Regions from separate parts of the Sander lucioperca genome. Here region 2 is linked to region 1. Evidence: chromatin contacts called from public Hi-C data. All regions are on one chromosome and are shown on one strand. Each heading gives the region's core, a stretch centred on a gene start, on an enhancer-like site or on the middle of the called end of the contact. The rest is flanking DNA. Distances are from core to core; before and after follow the strand shown. Region 1 holds the start of ube2f (NEDD8-conjugating enzyme UBE2F). Region 2 holds the start of ramp1 (receptor activity-modifying protein 1).

Evidence for each region. A called contact is a pair of places that touch in the nucleus more often than the background predicts.
Region 2: a contact with region 1 is called in a Hi-C map of muscle, with 5 times the contacts expected there. The contact joins the promoter of ramp1 here to the promoter of ube2f in region 1. A contact is called at or near these places in 2 of 2 Hi-C or Micro-C datasets (liver and muscle).

What each region holds. Positions count from the first base shown.
Region 1 is chr8:9,175,739-9,181,757 of SLUC_FBN_1.2, forward strand. ube2f (NEDD8-conjugating enzyme UBE2F) reads left to right here and starts at 2,582. Exons shown (of 9, transcript XM_031291645.2): 1 at 2,582-2,769; 2 at 4,416-4,445. The coding sequence starts at 2,655.
Region 2 is chr8:9,311,311-9,317,833 of SLUC_FBN_1.2, forward strand. It overlaps ramp1 (receptor activity-modifying protein 1), which reads right to left and starts at 1,654. Exons shown (of 3, transcript XM_031291688.2): 1 at 1,076-1,654. The coding sequence starts at 1,133. LOC116044606 (E3 ubiquitin-protein ligase mib1) reads left to right here and starts at 6,327. Exons shown (of 4, transcript XM_031291933.2): 1 at 6,327-6,523. The coding sequence starts at 6,480.

The sequences.
Region 1 (6,019 bases), core at 1,332-3,831:
GTTTGTTGTTGCATGGCATTGGTAGTTACAGGAAGACGTGTTTACAAATGGTAGGGATGCACCGATGCTTCAGCCGGACATTGGAATCGGCCAATGTCCACCCTATTTACTGTCATCGGCCTTTTGGAAAATAAGTTGACATGCGGCGATGGCAGTAGCCAATGTTTATCTGTTTTGCGCTGCCTTTATGTTGTGTTACTTGGTTTGATTTAGGCTACATAAACATTGTTGCGTTTTTGCTTTTAAGCAGAGTTTTGAGCCAAAGCAAACTCCGTGCACAAAAGTGTTTTTTAGCTCCAGTAGAACTAATCTCTGTTTAAACTAACACACCCAAACCGCATATCTCATCAACATTCTCGTATACTGGGAATGCGCATGCCAGGGTAAACAGGAGGCAGTATGTATACTCCGCCCGTTGCTGGTAGTTGCCATGGTAACGTTAATAGCTTAGTCTCAGAGAATGAGACTTCATGACCCAATCAGGCGGCGAAACATTGGCGTCAAAACGGGGTCAGAAGTCTTTTCAAATTTCTCTGGTTTAGGGGCTCTGAAACGCCAGAGCAGTGTGAATGCGAGGTGTAAACGTAGCAAAAGATATTTGTTTTTAAACCGAAATGTAGCAATGTAAATGTAGCCTCATACAACAGTACCTACCCAACTTAAAAAAAAAATGATGTTCTTGTGACCTTCCAAGAACAGGTGCGGTAGCATACCGGTAGACTGCAGCTTGACTATTCCAGACACCATGGCCACTGCCGGAGTCAGAGATGACGGGGGAAAATCATCTTTCTTCCCTAAAGTGTGGCAACATTTTGCCTTCATCGTGAGTGAGTTATGTAAACAAATAACAAAGGTAAAGCATGTGGGCTCCGACGGGACTCTACGGTGCCTTCACGTAAACCTAATGGTGCATTTAATGGCGCCACTAAAAACAAAAACTCGGAGAAACTCAAACTGTTCATGAATGTGTTTAATTACATTTCTGCTCATTTAAAGTTAGTGTAATAAAGATGGTTTAATATTGTTGTTTTTTTTATTATTTATTTGTTTACCTGGTGCAAAAGAAAACAACAAGCATCGACCTTGGCTAAATGAAAATTCTACACATCGGTGTCGGAAATTTGCAATCGGTGCACCCCTAACAAAAAGTGAATGCTTTCATCTCTGAGTTTAACAAGGTTCCTGCTGCAGCATTAATAGGAAAGTTGGCAGAAGCATGACGTCGAAGTACTGTTTTGGCTTCCTTTGTTTACTTTGCAGGAGTCTGTTGATGTCATTTTGCAATGACAAAATGCCTTTCATACTATCAGAGAATTTGTAGTCTTGCATTGCCAGACCTATCTCCACAGCACAGTGTCAGCGCTGGAGTACAGTCTGGCTACACTACCTATCTATTCTGATCTGGGATAGGGGGAAAAAAACAATCTGGCTTGTTTGTATTTCTTTAAACCAATCAAAACCGTCCTGGGCGGCGCTAGACTCTGATAGCAGAGATAACGATAGGGGAGGATGTCAGGCTTTATTGCAGAAATGTACATTCTTTGAGCCAGACTAGAGGATTTGTGACGCTCGTCTCTGTAGGCTCCCCTCTGTCTGGTTTTTGTTGAGATATTCAAAAGAGTGTCAAAGATAAGATGTGTTTTCTTTTTTATCTTTTTGTTATGAACTTCTGAGTTCCCTGTTGCATACAACGGTCCCATTTTGAAAACCACAGCAGTATGGTCATGAATGTTTTAAGAGCAGATTGTCAGAATTTACCTCCTTTAGCTTATACTGCATACATTTTATTTGTTGTAGCAAATAGTCTTGCATCTAAAGGAAAGTTTCAGAGGCTGTGTTATTAAATACCTCATTTCCTGCAGGTAGTCTCATATAACAAGACTATAACTCAACAGTTACAGTATTAGACACCTTGTAGCCCCACACGTCTTTCCACAACAGGGAGTTTAATTGCAATTGGCTCCTCTAATCGATGTCACGCACTCCATTATTCCACCGTGATTAAATGGTGTCTTAGTTGTTATTTTTTTGCTATAGGGAGAATAGGAAGGAATAGAGTTAAACCTCATTATTTCCCTGTGTCTCACCCATTAAACCATTTCTGTCCTTTTTATCTCTTTGCAATGTGACCCATATTGTAGAATATGCAAAATATGTTTTTGATGTATCTGATCTGTCATTTTCTGGTCAGAACTGAACTTTGGACTTGGATATAATGTACCTTGAAAGACCCTTCTCTGTAATGTTTTTTTTTCATCCATCCAGCCTTTCATTGGTGGCGTCTGAAATTCCATACTAACATGTGATTTAGTAGGCTAAAACAGTACAGCATGTGAGATTTTTGAGTATGTCCGAAACCTTAGTATGAAACCAATAATACGTGAAATGCATACTATTTCCGGTGAAATATTACAGCATGCAACCACTGACAACCAAGACATGCAGGAAAACCGTCACAGGTCGGACTCGAACCCTGGACCTTCTGCGTCGAGGAATAAACCTCTGCATATGTGCGCCCACTCTACCAACTGAGCTAACCGGCCACGTCTAATTCATTCTTTATGGTGTGTGTGATCGTCAGGCTTTTGAGCAGCAGTGCAGTGCAGCAGAGTTCAGCGGGGGGGCAGACCGAGGCAGACCACAGCAGCGTAGTCATGCTTACGTTGGCCAGTAAGCTGAAGAGGGACGATGGAGGAAAGGCGGGCCGTGCCTCTGGAGCCTCCGACTCCGCCCATAGGATCTCCATCAGGGACCGCCTCCTTACCAAAGGTACCTACTTCATAAGTTGTTTCTGGACTGTGTTTTCCAGGAAATTTCATTTCATAAATATATAAGCGTTCATGCTTCTCTTCCTCCATGGATGTTTGTGCTTCTCCTTCTCCTTCTCTTTCTCTGTTTCTACCTCCATCTCTTTTTTTCCTCTTTTTCTATCTGTCCATGTTTTTGCCTCTTGCTCCTTGGTTTTTATTTATAGGTACCTCTGGTTGCCTTGAGATGCAGCTTCCTCTCTCCTCCTTTAAATTTCATGGATGTCCTTGTCCTTCTCAGTTTTTGTCATTCTATTTACATTTGTCTCATTCTCACCCCTTGTGCCCGCCACCACTTTCCTTAATGCGTTCTCTTTTCTGGGTATTCACCTGTCTTTGCTTTAGTCTGTAAATGTAGGACTTAAATGTATTATTTTACCCAGTTACCATGACCATTGAAATTAAGGCTATAGTATAGTATAGTATAGTTTGATGTAAGTGTCTTTTCCCAATAATTTGAATGACCAATCTTTGTTTGTGTTAAACTGTTTTTGTCTAGAGAGATGTTTACTATTATTATTACTGTTAGTACACTATTATTATCAAAATTAAGTGAGAGAAAATTCAGAGTATCATTACAGTACCTTATTATTACACTTTGCACTTATATTGTTTATATTCTTTTTATCCTTCTTATATTTGTATGTGTGACATGCTCCAACAACACCATGACAAATTCCTCGTATGTGCAACGTACTTGGCAATAAAGCCCTTTCTGATTCTGATTCTGATATCTCAAAGCATATGTTTGTATAACTGACAATAGAAAAAGTCTTAGCACGACACACCACAACAACAGAGAAACCAAGCAAGTTTCCCCCCTCACCTTTTTGTGTTGAAGTGTTAAACCTGCTGATGCAAATAAGCAGTGAAAAGAGTGTCAGCGATGTGAAACTAAAACCGAGAACCTGAGATTTAGAAATCCAACCAGACTTACCCCAGAGGCAACCCCAGCTAAACAACACCCTACTCTTTACACGTCTTTCTGTTGGTTCTTTTTTTTCTTTTTTTTTTAACCCACTGATCAAATTCTGTTTTTCCTCTGCTACATTGTGTTGTATGCATTTACAACGTGCATATTATTAGAGGTGCAACGATGAATCGATGAATCGATTAGTTGTCAACTATTAAATTAATCGCCAACTATTTTGATAATCGATTAATCGTTTGAGTCATTTTTTTATTAAAAAAAATAAGATTTCTCTGATTCCAGCTTGTTAAATGTGAATATCTTCTAGTTTCTTCTCTCCTCTGTGACAGTAAACTGAATATCTTTGAGTTGTGGACAAAACATGACATTTGAGGACGTCATCTTAGGCTTTGGGAAACACTGATCCACATTTTTCACCATGTTTTGACATTTTTATAGATCAAACAACTAATCGATTAATCGAGAAAATAATCGGCAGATTAATCGACTATGAAAATAATTGTTAGTTGCAGCCCTACATATTATACATTATACTTTTATGCAGAGTCACTTTCCTAGGTTCATTATTTAAAGGTGCCGTAGGTAGGATTGCGAAGATCCAGGATTTAGCCAAAAAATTCTGTCTTTGCCCTTTTCTCTCCACCTTTATTCATGGTTCTTTGTTTTTCTCTCAACAGAAGTTGCAGAACTTGAAACCAATCTCCCTAGTAAGTTTTGCTTTGCACTTCCATACACACTGATCTTATTCAATTAGTTTAGTTCATTTCACCTTGCATTTCTCCCCATGTTTACATTAGTGTTTGTTCAGGTCCACATCTTCTCCTAGTCAATACATCTGAAACACTGCTAAGACAGCTAAATAACTGACTTAAAAAAAGGATATTAAATAGTGTCCTCCGTGTTCTTAAATGTTCTCAACTTAGGAAGAAAACATTTATAACATTTATAGTCTGTTTTTTTTTTTTCCTTTTTCCTACAATATAAAGGAATTGTTTCGGACATGCTAATTTTGAATATATTTTGTGTTTTGGGAATTAGGGAATATTGGAATAATTCCTACAATAGTTTGAGATGAGGCATGAAAACAAAACCAAGCCCATAGATGTGCTCCGTGTTCTGACAAGTTGCTTTGATACTTTAAGGTGTAGTTTATTTGTAACAATACTTAAAACTGTATTCAGGCAGAATCGGATGTATATTTTTTCATTTTTAGCCAGATCGCCCAGCTCTTCCAAATACATTTCTTGCTGTATTAAGCTGGAAATGAGCCATGAGTGTAAACACATGCGCTTTGAGCCTTGGACGGGTTTCATGCTTGTTATACTTCTGGCCTCAGGATGTATTTGCTCAGACTGTACCCCCAACTACTATATTAGTTCGGGTTTTTTATTTGAGCATTTACATAACAGTATATCAGATCTTCATTACTCAGTCATCTGGTTATTGTTATGCATGAGTAGTGCTGAATGAATTATGATTGTTTTGGCTGAGCTCCGCATGTTGTTGTTTGTGATCGGATGAGTTCGACCTCACAGCTGAGTATCATGAGAGCCAGAGAAGGAAACAGTGTATGTAGCACACAGCGTTGACAAGAAAGTAAGAAAACTGACTGGTTTGCTGGGAAATAATAGCTGTCAAAGATCTTCTAGATAAGACGCATGATAATTCAGCAGTGTTAATCTACACAATATGGGTCAAAAAGGACTACACCACGCATGGGTTGCACCATGCATGAATCTACTCTACAGCCTAGGGCTGCTCGATTATGGGAAAAAAAAAAATCATAATCACGATTATTTTGGTCAATATTGAAAACACGATTATTTGACACGATTACTTATTGAACTTAGAAATACAATAAAATAGTTGAACAAATTCCCAGTGAAAACACCTTGAACTTTGGAATTTCCCTTCATATTTTTTTCCCCCATTCAGAACACGAGACAATATAAGAGTTTACTTGCAAAGCATAATGTGCAAAATAATCGTTTTACTTGATTACATTGTTTTGGGTGTCGAGCCGAACTCAGTTAATTGCACAGTTCTACTACAGCCTGTATGTTTGCTGCACACTGGAAGCTGACTGTGTATAGGATATATAAATTAGATTTTCAGAAATACATTGCAGTAGCTGTGGGGTTGTTGGCCTACACCCCTTGGGGAACTGAGGTGAACAACTGGGTGAATGAGGGAAATTTGAAAAATGATTTTACGACTCATTAAAGCGCCATTAAAGAAACGATACAGCCCACATGACTATTATGCTCATCGATCCATGCTT
Region 2 (6,523 bases), core at 404-2,903, 130 kb after region 1:
GACAAATGTTAAATAGTTATACCACTATGTTAAAATATTAAAGTAAAATAGGTCAGGTGTCCTACTGACTAGCTAAGCTCATATTTATTTTGACTTTTCAGCAACTGACTTTTTTTTTTTAAAGAACAATGGAAGAACCTCAACCAGCTAATGCATCATTTCTATCAGATTATGTTTCTTGTAGAAATAGATTTTTGCGACTATGCTTGGCAAAAAGCAAGTTTTTTCTTACTTTTTCATAACCCTTCCAGGTGAATTCCCTACATCTCAGTTGGAATAAGTGGATTTATTGTATACAATCTCTAAATAGTAAGCCTGATTGCAATGACCTGATAATAACCTGATAATATTACATGATTGCAGAAGGTTGCCAAATTAAATGCATACCACTCCAAACAGAGAATCTAACTAGAGAAGCCTTCAGTGAACTTGTGGTAGCAAGCTAAAATAAAAAAATAAAATAAAAAAAAACCCATCACAACAGTTTAGAAATGTTAGGCACATTTCCTACCTGTGGAAAATCATTATAATGAAAAAGCTGACTTGTGAGGGAATCCTGTAGTACATTTGATATCATATCATAACGAACCCACAGGTTAGGTCAGGAGTATAATGAAAGTGAGAGTGATAATAACGTGTTTTATGGTCTATATAAACAATTATTAAAAGTAATTTTAATATGATTATTAAGTACCACAAACACACGAGATCCTGGCACAATATTGCTGTTTGTTTCATTGTTTGGAACATCAAACTTGCCATTCATCTTTAAACCAGCAGAAGTGAACACATACTATTGCAGGTATGTTGCTCTGTTTGACTCTGGATGTGAATGAGAGTAATTGAAGTCGTTTTTACACAGCAATTACTAAGCCTCCATAAACACAATATGTACATCCGAACTCATTTGTTTCTAACTGATGATCGCATGAGGAATGTTTCGCCACGTCTGATGACGTGTCTGATATTTTCCAAACAGATGTCACAATTTAGGTTTACGTTAATGCGTCCCCTCACCACCTTTGTATCTCTTCATTTCACACACATGAATGCAGCCACAGAGTGAGAGACTCACCTACAACGAACCACAGGAGCGTCTGTTTCTGCCGAGCTGCCCCGGTCTGCGATCCCATCCTGTCGCTCTCAGAACGATCCACTGACTGAAGTTTGGGAGGGAAGTGAAGAGGGGGAGCAACTGACAAGAGCTCAAAGAGTAAATGGTAACATAATAAGTGACAGCAGCTAGGTGAAGAAATCCATGGAGCTTATACGGCCATCCGGTCGGGGATCCTCTGCTGTCTCACCTTGCGCAAACTGCTCGGGGGAGGGAGGGGGGGTCAAGACTCGTCCTTGCTCCTGCTGTACCTGAACTCCCCCGAGTCTTCCTGTCACCGGTCCTTTGTCATCCACACATGAATCATAGTGACTCGTAAAGTTGTAGCTCTCTTTCCCACCAGCCGTTCTGAGGTTTAGGAGGAATTCGGAGCGCGCTTTTGAAGTGTGCAGGGCTGGAAATTGTGCTGAGCTGTGCGCAACGGGACGCACCAGCCTGGGACCGGTGGAGCGGAGAGACTGTGTGATGGTTCACTGCTTCTGTCTGCGAGGGCACGGCTCTGGGTGAGCGGCGGGGACACGGGACAGACCCAAACAGAGCAATTACAGCGCGGGGAGGGGAAGTGAGGGGGATTTGGATGAGGGAGGAGGCACCGGACTCCTAATGGTACTTTTCCATTGGTTAATCGGATACGTACCCGCGGCCAATGCAGCCTATGACCACAACTTAATAAATAACCAAACTCAATACACAAATAAAAAAGCAAACAAGCAAAAGTAATTGACTATAGCTTAAACTAAACGTATGTTATTACCGGAAATTGTCAGACACCATCTGAAATAGAATACATGTATATCACCTTTATAGAGAGAGACCACACAGACTTTAAATTGTAGATTGTGGATTAATTTGGAATTACTAAAATGGATTAAAAAACAGCATTTGCTGTGTGATTAGTGGACATGTAGAAAAGTTGTCCACCTGTGGTGTGGATCTGAAGACAGGTGCAATGGTTTAAGATTGGATTCAGAGTTGCCCAACACTGCCATCTAGTGGTCATGTGGAGCGTTACAGCTCAAGTTCACATACATCTGTACACGTTTTTTATACAAGCCCTAGCCCTCATATAGTCATTATAAAACAAAACTCCTAATCACTGGTAAAAAAAAAATAATAACAAAGGCTGACGTGTACGAGCCTGAGTGTAGCTTGTAAGGGACCACAGATCTGGAACGAGATTGATGAAAACTTGAAATTGTTGCATTCTGTCTCCATCTTCAAGAAAAGTCTAAAGGAAAAGATGCTTCTAACATAATGATTGTTGAATATTCTTCAGTTATATTTGTACTGGGATTGTCTGTATTTTGTGGTATTTGTCTGTGTTGAGTCTATTGTGAATTGACTTTTTAGTGTCTGTATATTCTCTGGTGTATGTTTATAGTTATTATCGAGCCCCTTTCGAAAAGCTTTTAGTAGCTTATTTGGGGTTCCCTCATTTCACGCGGCCTACATATGATGATTGTACCTTCTGAAATTGTGTTTTAATGATACGATGATGACGTGTGAATAAATCACAAAAAAACAAAAGTTAGAACCCAACTTTTTCCAACTTTAATTCAATAATTGTATCGTCTTTAGACAATTTCTCAGTCCGATTTTCCTTCTTTAGTGTAGTAAAACAGGAGAGGTTAAAAAGATGAGTGGTTGTAATCATGGCTCACCACATCACACTAAATATATTTAACAGTTCAAAGTGGTTTAAACTTCAGCAGAAATGAATAAACCAAGTGCCTCCTGTGACGCACTCTACCGTCTGCCCAGTATGACCCACAGTGATGATGAGAGGGAACACATCAATAGAATATTATAACACTTCACTGCAGCAAACCAGTAGTTTATGTTTGGATCCGTATTGCACATGTATTACTCTGGTGATTCATACTTGATTCTGTTTTCATTTAGAATCCACGGCTAAGCTCGTAAAATCCTGTTTCTCTTCTATACATCCTTATACGTTGTTGAGAAATCCACTTTTTCCGTCTGTCTGACAGCATCACATACTGTGTATTGCGGGTTTTTTCAAAGTCTGAGCCTGTGGGCCTCCTCTCAGACAAGGCTTGAAAAAATGCGTCCCCTCCCCCCCCCCCCCCCTCGTTTTTTTTTTAATAACTTAATGTAATAACGTATGTTCTATTTTTTCAATTCCATTCACTAAGCCTCCCTGAAACTGTTTGTAGCCCCCTGGGGAGGCCCAAACCACTGCTGTATTGTGTATCAGCTTTTTTCAACTTTACGCTCAAACTACATGACCTTTACTCTGCATGAACCATGAACATGAAACATGGGATGTCTTCTTGGAATTCAAAATAAAGTTATGTTCAAAGTTCACACCAAAAAATGTATATCACAATTTAATTATAGCTACAGTACAGAAATGTATAGTAAATACATGTTTTGTTTCACCTTTTTATAAAGACTAGACTAGTTGGAAATATTGGTTTTTGGAGCCATTTGAAGTGTATAAAAATTGTCTCTATTTTGCTGCAGTTTGCTTTGAACCCAGTGTGAAAAGGCACATTCATCTGTATTAAAAGGCCTAAACATGACTCATCTACGTGGGATGGTAGAGACTAAACCTTTGTTGTTGTTCTCTGCCAAATACCTTTGTGTGCCTTCATGATGTTACATGAGAGCAACAGAAGAAGCTTCCAACAACGACTCAGAAAATGAAATGGCTGAATGGAAAAAAGGCAGCCTGAGGCAGGTCCTGACGGAGGGTCATATCACAGGTAAGAAGAACTGAATAGAGGATTACACAGAGGCAACAAAACTACCAGTGGCTAACTTTACAAATAAGGCAACAGGTGCAACTCAGATAAGTCAGTGCCACTAGAAAAGTCTCGAAAGGTCCAGAAAAAGGATAGCACAGAACAAATACCTGTCTAGACCAAGACCAAGCACATCGTCTCCATCCAGTGGGCCAGTCGGGACAAAATAGAAACATGTTATGGGAAAAAAAACATCACAGAACAAGGCGGATAATTTTAGTAAGGCAAAGAAGAAGATGGCATAAAGAAGAAACTTGAAGAAACTAATAAATGTATGTATTATTTCTGTTGAACAGAGGGTGGAAGGGATAAAGAAAGCAGGAACGGAAGACCCCAACAAATTCGAGGCTGTAAATCTCACTCTCATCTCAAACCAAAATGCTTTTGAGGCAGAATGCAGAAGGATTTAAGAGGAGATGAAGCAGAGATGTTAGTAAAGCACTTCTTACAAGTACAAATTATTCAAGAAGGACATGAAGCAAAAACATGAAGTGAAAACTGATGTAACGTCAAGGAGGAAAGCTTAGGACTGTGACTCAAAAACAGGAGATGAAATGGTAAACCATATGACAATTTGAAAAATTAAGCTTGTCAAGAAGTAAAGGTTGTAAAGAACAAGATCAGAATCTACCATCAGGGTTGAGTGATCACACAATGATGTCAATGACTGTCTACCCCATTAGTATTCTATTATCAAGAGGACATCAAGAGCTCATTACAAGAAAAAACTACATCTGGAGACAAATGTGTTTATCTTTAACAAAGGATTAAGGAGCACTTTAATAAAAAGGCTGAAATCAACATGTCTACATTGCCAAAAAGTATGATTATACTGCACTGTGAAGCATTGGAGCATTACACTACATCACAGCTATGGTACAGTTCACACCAGACCACACTGTGGGCTAACTGTACATACATCTTTTAACCCACAGAGGTCAGTACAGCAATGGTTTTTTGTCCATGCAAGTGTGGATTTACTCTTTAAACTTCCCTAATGTCAATGAGGAGCTGTGACCATCTGGAAGTATAGTATTACTGAATGGTATATCAATTTGCTGCATATGACTGATGTAAGTATGAAACACAACTTTTATATATTCTATTACATGATGATTATAGTTTTTGTGTTCTGTTCACGATCCCCTGTAGGTTTAATTCAAGCGATGATGTTGGTGTACATCATTAATGGTTCATCATATTATCTTGTTCATGAAGTTCCAGTAAATCTGGAAATTAGCATGAAAAAGTATTTTGTTCCTTTAGAAATCAGTTATGTTTACATGTGCAAAGATTACAAGCAAGCAAAGGTATATCAAGTCTAGCTCCATCAAGTTCACGCCACAGTTGACTAAATGATAATTAAAAAAAAAAAAAAAAATGTTGTCTAACATTAATTTTGCAGGTCTCACTCGGTCTAAAGGTGTCAGGCAGCAAACAGCCTGCTGGCATTTAAACTAAGTCTGTCAGCCTGACCATCTCCAAGGCAACCAAATGTAAACGTACAGCAGGAGGCGTACGGGGAAAAGAAGAAGAAAGGAGAGGAAACACTAGAGTGGAGAGTCTGTTGAAAAGGATCAAAAGGTTTGCTCGTGAAATGTCCACAGAGGGTCCGAGAAGACATATGGCTAGATGAGCTCATGAAGGAATGTGAAGAACGGGAGCTAAAAGAACGAAATGACATCAGTACAGTAAGTAAACAGTTGTTCATTTCAACATTGTATTCCAAATCATGGTTGTTAGTCTTATTTTAAAGCTGCTGACAAATGTTTAATGTGCAAAAAAATCCTTCATATCTTCTAAAAGGCACTTTTGTAATATATCTATAGGGTATAATTGTTTGTATATCAGACATTTCGGCCATCTTGACTGTTGCTCTGTTAGTGTTGTCAAACATTAAACCACAGGGGTAGTCATGTCTCTATTGCGCACACACACACACACACACACACACACAGTTACATACACATTTAAGTTATATATACCATATTTATGGCCTGACAGAAGCCAAATATTGTCTTCATTCAACTATTTTAACAAACCTGATTTCACATTGCATTTTTTAAAGCATTTTTTTAGGCTGGGGATTCATAAATGCTAAAGAACAATGTTACTCTGAGGTTTGTGAAGTTCTTTCAGCACCTGTATCACTTGACACATCACACGCACGCACGCACGCACGCACGCACGCACGCACGCACGCACGCACGCACACACACACACACACACACATTGTCATTGGTGGCTCATTTAAAGCATACTGATGTTTATCATGGTGACTTACCAGCAGTGATAATGGGAAGGAATAATTCCTATCACGCCCTCTGTGCTGCCTCTGCTGGGAATAAAGGATCATTAGAGACTTACATCCCAAGGCAAACATCCCAGTGATGATCACACAAACATACAGACTAGCTAAGACACTGAGCTGATAGAACCGCATCAGTGCAGGGTTATTATTTCCTGAGTCATTTTGTCCTCTTGTTTGTCTTTTTCCATAACAACAAAAAAAGGTCAAGTGGTGTCTGGTCTCCTGCTTAGACACGGCTCTTCTGTCCGACTGCATTCACACAGATCCGACTGAGATCCTGTGAACTATGGAGAGAAGCGAGAAGAGAAGAGAGATAAGGAGTGTTAATGA